Regions from separate parts of the Mus musculus genome. Here all the other regions are linked to region 1. The links are chromatin contacts, called in public ChIA-PET, Hi-C and HiChIP or PLAC-seq maps. All regions are on one chromosome and are shown on one strand. Each heading gives the region's core, a stretch centred on a gene start, on an enhancer-like site or on the middle of the called end of the contact. The rest is flanking DNA. Distances are from core to core; before and after follow the strand shown.

What was found. Hi-C and Micro-C count contacts between places; a contact is called where the count stands out from the background. ChIA-PET counts read pairs in DNA pulled down with a chosen protein or histone mark. HiChIP or PLAC-seq counts read pairs in DNA pulled down with a chosen protein or histone mark.
Region 2: a contact with region 1 is called in a Hi-C map of the P5424 cell line, with 2.5 times the contacts expected there. The contact joins two enhancer-like sites. A contact is called at or near these places in 16 of 39 promoter capture datasets (the 3T3-L1 cell line, 3T3-L1-derived adipocytes, the C10 cell line and 9 more), 6 of 15 datasets of contacts at CTCF or cohesin (embryonic stem cells, large pre-B cells, pro-B cells and 1 more), 97 of 484 Hi-C or Micro-C datasets (the AML12 cell line, the AtT-20 cell line, B cells and 49 more), 11 of 115 datasets of contacts at active chromatin or transcription factors (astrocytes, bone marrow-derived dendritic cells, double positive thymocytes and 3 more) and 1 of 9 other capture datasets (embryonic stem cells).
Region 3: a contact with region 1 is called in an RNA polymerase II ChIA-PET map of memory CD8 T cells, with 7 read pairs. The contact joins two enhancer-like sites. A contact is called at or near these places in 1 of 39 promoter capture datasets (embryonic stem cells) and 1 of 115 datasets of contacts at active chromatin or transcription factors (memory CD8 T cells).
Region 4: a contact with region 1 is called in an H3K27ac HiChIP or PLAC-seq map of double positive thymocytes, with 3 times the contacts expected there. The contact joins two enhancer-like sites. A contact is called at or near these places in 4 of 39 promoter capture datasets (3T3-L1-derived adipocytes, cranial neural crest, liver and 1 more), 5 of 115 datasets of contacts at active chromatin or transcription factors (double positive thymocytes and embryonic stem cells) and 1 of 9 other capture datasets (embryonic stem cells).

Annotation. Positions count from the first base shown.
Region 1 is chr6:71,306,511-71,309,041 of GRCm38.p6, reverse strand. No RefSeq gene overlaps it. Among named protein-coding and RNA genes, the nearest start is that of Gm1070, 14 kb to the right of the region's middle. Within about 2 kb of position 1,266, at least 20 of the 459 cell types and tissues checked have an H3K27ac peak or open chromatin away from gene starts, as enhancers often do. A contact at or near this core is called in the P5424 cell line, double positive thymocytes and memory CD8 T cells, where this site is marked.
Region 2 is chr6:71,795,621-71,798,151 of GRCm38.p6, reverse strand. All of the region lies in intron 6 of Reep1 (receptor accessory protein 1), which reads right to left. Among named protein-coding and RNA genes, the nearest start is that of Mrpl35, 27 kb to the left of the region's middle. Within about 2 kb of position 1,266, at least 4 of the 459 cell types and tissues checked have an H3K27ac peak or open chromatin away from gene starts, as enhancers often do. A contact at or near this core is called in the P5424 cell line, where this site is marked.
Region 3 is chr6:70,823,946-70,826,476 of GRCm38.p6, reverse strand. No RefSeq gene overlaps it. Among named protein-coding and RNA genes, the nearest start is that of Gm30331, 10 kb to the right of the region's middle. Within about 2 kb of position 1,261, at least 344 of the 459 cell types and tissues checked have an H3K27ac peak or open chromatin away from gene starts, as enhancers often do. A contact at or near this core is called in memory CD8 T cells, where this site is marked.
Region 4 is chr6:71,756,465-71,758,995 of GRCm38.p6, reverse strand. All of the region lies in intron 2 of Reep1 (receptor accessory protein 1), which reads right to left. Among named protein-coding and RNA genes, the nearest start is that of Reep1, 50 kb to the right of the region's middle. Within about 2 kb of position 1,260, at least 136 of the 459 cell types and tissues checked have an H3K27ac peak or open chromatin away from gene starts, as enhancers often do. A contact at or near this core is called in double positive thymocytes, where this site is marked.

The sequences.
Region 1 (2,531 bases), core at 17-2,516:
AAAGAAGAGAGGGAGGGAGGTGGGAGGGAGGGAGGGAGAGAGAAAGAGAGAGAGAGAGAGAGAGAGAGAGAGAGAGAGAGAGAGATCTGACAAGATAGCTCAGTGGGTAGAGATGCTTGCTACTAAACTGGATTGCCTGAATCTAATCCCTGGAACCTATAAGCTAGAAGTTGTCTTCTGACCTCCACATGTGCCACATACAAACTCACACAAATAAACAGATAATGCAATAAAAATAAATAAATAAATAAATAAATAAGAGAGAAAGGAAATATTCAAATAAGATCCTCTCTCTCTCTCTCTCTCTCTCTCTGTGTGTGGTGTGTGTGTGTGTGTGTGTGTGTGTGTGTGTGTGTGTGTGTTTTAAGGGTCTTTGCCTGTTGAATATCTCGTCCACCCCCTTTCAGTCACATTGAAGCATTCTAACAATCTTGGCCAGGGCTGGATCCTAGTTGAATAGTAGAGCAAGCATATGGAAGAATACACACAGTGTGAGCAGTGCTCTCAGAGTTAAGAAGAAGGTGTTAGTTCCCGTGGAACTGGACTTGCAGACAGTTTTGAGTCACCATGTGGGTTCTAGGAAACAGACCCAGAGTCCTGGGCTGAAGCAGTAAAGAGCACCGACTGCTTCTGAGTTCAAATCCCAGCAACCACATGGTGGCTCACAACCATCCATAATGAGATCTGATGCCTTCTTCTGGAGGGTCTGAAGACAGCTACAGTGTACTTACATGTAATAAGAGAGAAATACATCTTTAAAAAAGAAAAGAGAACAGACCCAGAGTCCTCTGCAAGATGAGCCAGTGCTCTTGGCTGCTGAGCCACCTCTCCATTCTTATTCACCAAACATTTTTTGCATTTATTGTGTACATATTCCAGCACAAATCTGTCCCCTGGATGTGTTTTACATAAACTCTACCATCCAGTTTGATCTTTCCTTCTCCACACATGTGCAGGACAAGAGGGAAGGAGATATCTGTGTTGCAGGTGGTAGTGTAGAAAATGTATCTATCTGAGTTACATCATCTCCATTTATCTCCCTTTCCACACCAATGCCATCCATCTCTAGCAACATAATTTCTATCTATATAGCAAAACATCCACAGTAATAATACATATGTAATGTGTGTATGAGGTTATTTCTCACAGTTCGAAATACTCTGAGCGGTTGATCTAAAATCAACTCATGTTCTGAAAGACTTTGTGCTGTGCTATATGCCTTCATCTCTGCTTTGCCGTCGGTCTTAGCTCTTTGCTCTAACCTAGCAAGGAGAGAGGATGTTAGCCGCTAACCACCATCCACACCCTTGTTTGAGCAGCAGCTGTATCGTGCCCTGTGCCTGTTTGTGAGACAGAAACCTGCACCTGCTCTGGACATTGGCTCACTGTGTAGCATTCTGTGTTCTACCCCATGCGTGGCAGCACGTGTGGTTATGGGGCACGTGTTCTGCTATTCCAGGCCCCATACATTCCAGGCAGTGCCATTCCTGTCTACAGGGAGTATACAGTCTTTGTGGGATAGACAAATAATAAAAAGGCACTAAGAAAAATTGGACAATTTGTACAGCGTTACAATAATTTGAAGGTTTTAGTGGAGTACTGGGGAGGTGGCTCAGTCTTTAAAACACTTGCCTCATGCATGTGTGGACCAGAGTTCAGATCCTCTGACTGTGTATAATGCCTAGTGGGTGTGACTGTTCACCTTCAATGCCAGAATAGTCATGGAGACATGGGATCTGATCTCATTGGAGAGTAATCTGGCTAGCAAGACTAGCTACATCAGTGAGCTCTGGGTTTGATTGAGACTCCCTGTCTCAATGAATAATGTGAATGAATAATCCAAGATGACTCCTGATATTAGCCTCAGACTTCCACATGCATATGCCTCAATCTGTGCCCAAACACATGGATGTGTGTGCAGACACACACACATGTATACACACAAACATACATACATACATACACACATACATACACACACACAATGGGAAAAGAAAAATAATAAATTAAGATTCGTTTTTCCTTTGAGACCATCTCATGCATCCTAGGCTGTCCTTCAACTGACTACATGTCTGCGGGTGACTTTGAACTCATGATCCTCCTGCCTGTTCCTCCCAAGTGCTGGGATTACAGACATGCATCACTATGCCTGCACTAGTCTAAAGATCTTAGCTGGTTTCTTTTCTATTCTAGAATAGGGCAAGAGTACAGTTCATAAAACAGAATCAGTCTTCCTAAGAGCTGAGCTAAGGAGACCAGCTTTCTAGACAGAGAAGGACCAAAGCAATCAGAAACAAAAGCAAGTCTGGACCAGGCTGTTTCAAAGGCTCTACCTTCTAAGGTGGGGACAGAACAATGGAAAATTAGCTGATTGGTAAATATTTGATCATTTCAGTTTTTCAAATGATTAAGTGATGCAAGAATCATCATTACCATGAATGAATAACCCACCAAAAGGATCTGACAGTTACCTCTCATTTCTTTGGCTTCTCTCTCTCTCTCTCTCTCTCTCTCTCTCTCTCTCTCTCTCT
Region 2 (2,531 bases), core at 17-2,516, 490 kb before region 1:
CTCATGTCCCTGGTTCTCTTCAGACCATCCTCTGTTTCCTGGACCCATACATGCCACTGCTTTTATCCAGCACTTCACTAACTCCCCTTCCTCAAGGAGCATGAACTCCAACATCTACACACATTCCTTTGCTTAACTGTGCTCTTGCAAACTCTATATTCTTTTGTATAATATGTGTATTGTTGTGTGTATATATGTGTGTGCGTGTGTGTGTGTGTGGGAGGTGAGCCCACCCCGGCTTGTGCGTGTAGAGGTGAGAGCTTGATGTTGGTTTTTTTGTCTTGCTTGCCACTTTATTTTTTTGAGAAAGGAGCTCTCACTGAACTTGGGGTTCACTGGCTCATCAACCTGGACGAAGTCTCAGGATCTTCGTGTCAGTACCCTCCAGTCAGTACCCTGGCGTTACAGGCTCATGCTACAGCGCCAGGCTTTTACACAGACTCTGGGGATCCAAACTCCGTTCTCATGCTTACAAAGTAAGCAGTAACCAGCTGAGCAGTCCCAACCCTCCCCCAGGCTTTCATCTATCTATCTATCTATCTATCTACCTACCTACCTACCTACCTACCTATCTATCTACCTATCTATCTATCTATCTATCTATCTATCTATCTATCTATCTATCTATCTATCTATCTACCTCTATCTATCTATCTATCTATCTATCTATCTATCTATCTATCTATCTATCTATCTATCTACCTCAACCTGAGTTGTCTCAGCTCCTGTCTCCCATTAGAAGTCTGAAAATGGTCTTTATTTTCTTCTCTCTCGTTCCCCTCACAATCCCAAGACACAAGATGTCTAGGACACGGTGGGGCCATTCCTCCAGAGAAAGCTGAAGGGACAGGGAGCTGCACAAGGTCAGATACTCTGCTGTGACTTAGGCATCTTTCTGAGAAAAGTTCTGAGGCTGGTGGCACACAGAGCAGAGGGGAGGAAGTGGGCTCTCATCTTTCTGTCTGAGGTGACTTTTGATTTAGGCTCAGAGCAGCTGGGGAGAGTGCTACCTTCCCTGGCCTCCCCATCACAGGCCAGCACCTCCCTCTCTTAAGGGAGGTCTCAGGGTGGCAAAGGATCTCCCCCCCTCTGCCAGCATCAAAACAAAGCACCCCCAACCTTCCCTGTCCATGGCTGGGCTGGAAGCCGCTTCCGGCCTCAGAGACATCCACATCACCTCTGAGATGCCGCCAAGCTCCTCTCAGTTCATTCTGAGCCCTGACCTGAAAAGTCTAACAAGAGGAGGTCTGGGCAGGAGGCCCAGGTTCTGGTCCTGTGTGGCCTTGGCAGAGTGCGTGACCTCTCTGTGCCTGCAGCCTCTACTTGGTTCTCTCCTGTATGGCAAAAATAGACTCTTAAAGGGACAGGTTTGCAGGGCTATCTGGGTTCACGTCCTAGCCAAAGCAGGACTCCCTGCCTGCCCTTTCAACTTTGGTGTGGGCCATTCCAGAATCAGGGCTCACACTGCCTCACAGAGAGAGAAGCCCTTGTGTCTCCTGAACCCTTTCAGGATTCTAAAGTGATTTCTTGAATGAGATGAAGACATAACAGGGTTTACAACAGTGGTTACTTTACTTACTGCTTACTGACACCAGGCATGGACAGCCCTGAGCACTCTGACTGCTTATTCCAATTGAATCCTCATAGCCAACGTTCCTCCTCTCCAGTCCTGCAACCCTGCTTCTAGGGGGTAAACATCTCCCACTTAAAATATACGACCTTCAAACCTAGGGGTGGTGCAGGTCCTGAGTAGAGAGGAAGCTGAGGGGTACCAAGCAGGGTTGATGGTCCACGCCATGTGCAAGCCCTCAGAGCCCAAGAGCCTTTGGAGGTGCCTCTTACAGTACACAATAAGGGTCCGAGTGCCCTGGAGGTCCTGGTCTGCATGTTTAAGGGCAGGAAAGACACTGGGTACATAATACATATTCCAAAACAGCCCAAATCCTAGTTCTTTTTTACAAGGAGGGTAAAGGTGATGACTTGGCACCTCCTCCACACGTCCTGCTGTCCACCATTTTCTATCAACAGCTTTGGCTCTGCTCCCGAGTAACTGTCATCTTCTAAGAGTCCATCTTGGAAACTGACAGCGTCCCGTCCATACACTGACACCCCCCCCCCAGAAGCTCCAAGTCCATATGGATAGATTAGATACTGGATTCACACCTCAACCTACACAGCTGGGTTTCACGCAAACCTTTTGAGACCTCTGAAGACAGGCCCAAGATCCCACACATTAAACAGGGTTAAGCCCCATATGGGCAGTCTCCTGCCAAGTGCTTAACCATGAGAGGTCGATTTCCAGTTATTGAAAGGACTTGGCCTCCCCAGGAACCTCAGGCCCAGTGTGGTCCTTGGTAGTCGCAGATGTGAGCACGCTTAGGGAGTAGGTGGTCGGAGATGAACTGGAGACAGTGCAGAGTGAGGAGAGGAACTACTCGGGGAGAGGGGAGGCCCACAGTGTCACCAGGCCTGGGGAGTGGGAGAAGGGGGTCATGAGACCTGAGTGTGGGGCTAAGGAGAATAGAAAGGAC
Region 3 (2,531 bases), core at 12-2,511, 480 kb after region 1:
CCTCCATGCCTTTTGCAAACCGGAGGAGGTGACTGCAATCAAGGGACAATAGAATTTTCTTTCAGTGGTGGTGGTGGTGGTGGGGTCCTAGTTTTGTGGCTGGTAGTAGTTACACTATTCTGGGATAGTTTTCTGTAAGGCTTCAAGGAACATTAGTCAAAGCTCTTCTGTGACAAGCCATACAAACCAACTCTTACAACTTTTAGAGAAAAAAATTTAAGACTATTGCAAGAATATAAGTACCTCACAGAATTAAAGGGAACACACCATGGTCTGGATATAAGGTACTTTCTTGAGGATTCCTAGGTTGGAAGCCTGACCCATCGTATACTGCTATTGAAATGGTGGGAATTTGAAGAGGTGGGCTTGGTAGGAGGTTTTCTAAAAATATGTATTTATTTATTTTTATTTTCTCTCTTTGTGTGTGTGCGCCCGAGTGCAGGTGTGTGTACTGTATGCATGCCATGCCTGAAGAGGCCAGAAGCAACAGATCCCCAGGAAATGGAGTTGTAAATAGTTGTGAGCCTTCATGTGGGTGCTGGGAATCAAACCCAGGTCTTCTCTCTCGAAGAGCAGCCAGGGCTCCGCTGCTCCAGCTCTCCAGCCCCGAGTCATCATGGGCACCACCCTCAGACAAGAATAAGAGAATTATCTCCCACAAGAGTGAATTGTTACAGAAGTCTCAGCCTGAACCCCTGAGTACCGTCTGGCCTTCTGGCTCTCATCTGACATTGTGATCTCACCCGCTTGCATGCTTTCCTACCAGCATAATAGCCTTTGGGGAACTGAACAGGCACTAATGTCACACCCGTGAACAGAAATTCCCCAGAGAGAGGAATGGACCTAGCTTTTGGGTTATGGGTATATTTTGAAGGGGGCAGGGCTTGGTCACAGTCCTCTCATGACCACATACAGAAGGTAGAAGAGGGGTATCTTCCTATAGAGAAACAGTGGGAGGATGACTATGTCAAATACCAGGGCTGAAGAAATGGCTCAGTGGTTAAGAGCACTGGCTGCTCTTCCAGGGAACCTGGGCTCAATATATATATATATATATATATAATGATATATATGGTATATATTATATGGTGTTTCTTTTAAAAGAAAATGACAATCTACACACACACACACACACACACACACACACACACACACACACACACACACACACATACCCAGGCTGACTATAGCTGTTGGTTTCCTTGAACTTCTGATCTTTATGCTTCCACCTCCTGAGAGCTGGGATTACAGCCTGCACCATCACACCTGGTTTATGTGGTACGAGGGATCAAACCTCTCTTTGCGTCAGAGTTGTCTTGTGGCATAGCCCACATCCTGTTTCAGGAAGATGAACAGGTAGATGACATGGGGGCTCCAGGTCCTCAGCTACCACCTGTCACTTAGTATACACTTATTAAACATTCGATGCTGTAAATGACAGTTAAATAAATGCATGACTAACATGAACGGTATTTGCCTGGACTTGTTCTGAAATGAGGATCCGGGGCCTCCACCCTTCTCTAACACTGAGTATAGAGTCTCCAGGAAAAAACAGTATGGTCAGTCCCCACACTCAGCACCTCGGCGACAACCACGATCAGAGAGAAAACTGAACTGACGCAGACAACCTCTGTCCTGTGTAGAGAAACACAGGCCGTACTTTGCACTGATCTTGTTCACATATCCCCACACCTTGCTGTGGTTATCAGTCTGCAGCTCCTGGGTTCCCGTTGCCGCTGCAAAGGCGACTTTCTGCTGGCTCAGAAGCAGGAACTGTGCGCTGCTCATCCATTCTGATTGGCTGAGGAGCTGCGTTCTCCGCACGGTGACAGTCACCTGACCCTGAAGCTCCGCTTCTGTCCTATTCATCTGACCTAGCCTGAGTTGTGTTTTTCTGGAATGCCTGAGGCGGGGCTGTGGCTGTTGTTCCTGGGTGGGGCTAGAGAACTCTGCATTATTTTCTAGTTTATCCAAAGGGGGACTAGCAGAGCTGGGACAGTGAGATCCCAGAGGCTGAAGGTGGTATATGCCCCCTCCCCCTGGCCACTTCCTTGATCCTCACCTCTCTTCCGCTAGTTTGGAGGTTGGGAACCGCTGTTTAGTAGGAAAACTCTACCTTTAGACCTGAAAAGACGGGTATTTTCATACACAACACTGGCCTCCCACATTCCTGACAACAGGGAATGCTTTCCTGGTACCACGGGAGCTGCTCGGCCAGGCAGGCAGATGTCAAAGGAAGATGTCAAAGGCAGGTGAGGGTTCCTTGGTGGGAGAGAAAAATCTCTCTGGGACGAGGCCAGTGGAGGAGCGACTGCTGGTATTCACAGCTAATAAAGCTCCCCACCAACCCTGCCCACTTCATTCTACGCAAGCTTTTGGCTGTTTCTCAGTGTGTGTTGAGGGTGTGGGACTCCCATTTTTCTGCTTTGGTCCTTTCCCATCTCCACCTCTCCAGTGCTAGAATTACAGGTGTGTGCCGCCATGCCTGGTTAACGGGGTGCTGGGAATTGAACCCAAGGTTTCAGGCCTGT
Region 4 (2,531 bases), core at 11-2,510, 450 kb before region 1:
TCCAGCAACTGATGGGGACAGGTGCAGAGTCCTACAGCCAACCATTGGGCAGCCCAGGGAGCCCTGCAGAGGAGCAGGAGGAAGGATCAGAGGAGCCAGACGGGTCAGGGACACACAGCCCACAGAATCAACTGACTGGGACTCATGGGAACTTAAGAGAGCAGGGAACCTGTATGGGTCTGACCTAGGTCCTCTACTTATGTGCTACGGATGTGTTTTTTTGTGGGAATCTTAACATTGGGAGCAGGGGCTGTTCCTGACTCTTTTGTCAACTCCTTTCCTCCTGCTGGGTTGCCTTGTCCAGCCTTGATGATGGTACATGCCGGGCCTCACTGTTGCTGGGTCTTACTGTAGCTTGTTATCCAGTGTTTGGTTGATGTCCCTGGGAGGCCTGCCTGGTCTTTTCTGAGGGGAGGTGGAAGGGGGTTGATCATGGAGAAAGGGGAAGGTGGGTGGGGGGGGGGGGAGAGAAACTGCAGGCAGGGTGTAATATATGAGAGAAGAATAAAAAAGAAAGAAAAAAAGAAAAATAATTCCCTAGATCAAATTGACCTGTGGCCATGCCTATGAGAGACTGTCTTGATTGTTAATTGATATGGGAGGGATCTGCCCACTGTGGGCAGCGCCAATCCCTGGGCAGGTGGTACTAGGTGGTATAAGGAAGTTAGCTGACCATGAGCCCAAGTGAGCCATCAAAACAGCATTTGCCATGGTTCTGCTAGACTTCCTTGGCTGTGAGTGAATTTCTATGTTAGAGGCACTCCTGCATGACTAGCAAGCAGCCTGCCTTTAAGATCCTGCTTGAGTTCTTGCCCTTGCTTCTCTCAGTGATGGAGATCATCAGTGATGGAGTCATCTAGACGTTTAAGCCAACTTCTTTTCTTCCCCAAAGTTGCTTTTGGTCAAAGTGTTTCCTTATTTAAAGTTTTAAGATTTCTTTTTATTTTTTTAATTCCTGTCTGTCTGTCTGTGTCTCTGTGCCTTGCTCTCTCTCTCTGCGTGTGAGTGTGTGTGTGTGTGTGTGTGTGTGCGTGAGTGTGTAGTAATGTGTGTTTAGGTGCTTTCAGAGAGCAGAAAAGGGCATCAGATGCCCTAGAATTGGAGTAACAGGTGTTGAGAGCCACTTAATTCAGGTCCTCTGGAAAAACAGCAAGTGCTCTTACCACTGAACCATCTCTCCAGCCCCTAGTCCGAGCATTTCATCACAGCAACAGAAATAAAATCAAACAGACCACAAGAAGGAAACATGAACCGTGTGAGTGCACATGTGATATGGCACTGAGCATGCTAGAGTGGGGGCTTTGAGAGTACGCACTGAACATATGTGACAGTGTGCGTGTGTGAGGGGCAGCAGGAGGAGGCAAGTCTCCCCTGATTCTCCTCAGCTCCCATCTCCCAAAGCCAGTTTTACCCAGAAACCTTCTAACCTTAACTGCCAAGCTCCCCCATGGGGAAGTGTGCACACCCCAGCCAACAGACAGCTGTTCTACTTGTCAGTTAGGTCTCACTCAAAATGAATGAGCTGCCACTCTGGCCATACACCAGGCTCCTGTGAGCTGAGTCAGCACAGAACGATTTACCAGGGTTTGATCTCGCCCAGCTGCCTGCGAGCAAGCGTGCTCAGCCCCTGCCCTGGAGCGGATCAGCCTTGAATTACAGAGACCTCAGTAAGGCCTCCCTCCCAGGCCCAGCTGCTGAGTACCACAGGTGGGGAGGGCTCGGGAGGGGGAAGCACTGGAAGAAGAAGCTGCCTATTGCTTTAGCCTGGGCTGTGTCAGTTGAGAACTGGGAGCCTCTGTGTTTGCAGCTTTTTGGCTATTTATAGCATGGGCACAGGGCTGTCCTCACACATACCAGGGATGGGCCTCCAGAAGTCACCCACTCTGGGTCCCCTGTTAGGAGCAGCTGAAGTAAGTGGTTCTGGGAACAGGGAGCAAGGGGGCTGGGCTTTGGTTGCAGCTGAACTGGAGGTGTTCATCATAAAGACTTCTTGGGAAATCCACGAAAATAATGACTTTCAAGCTAGCTCTGAATTAATCCATTCATACTTTAAAAGATTTTGCTTTTCCATTGCCATGGGCTCAGCTCTCTGCCAAGTGCTGCAGAGAGCTGATTAGGAACACCCCCACCCTCAAAGAGCTGACACGTCAACCAGGCTAAAACTGGTGTCGGAGGACAGACTGGAAGCGGGTCAGAACCAGCGAGCCAGGTAATAACCCAGGTCACATGGCTTCTCAAACCTGTGTGCCGTCTCTGGGGGAAGAAGGTGGTCTGTGGTCTGTGGTCTGCAGTTCCCCGGGTGAGGGAACTGGCCAGAGAGATGAAGTCACCATGGCACCTGACCCCGAGTCCCAGATTCAGTTTCTCCTTACAGTTCGCTGCTTTCCTCACTTTGATACTTAGGGTCTGGACAGGGGACAGCTTTGGATGGGGACAGGACTTCTGAGGAGTCACATGAGAAGGGTGATAGGTTCCCTTCTGCCACAGACCCAGACTAAGGGACAAGTTCCTCCACCATTCACGCTGAGCCA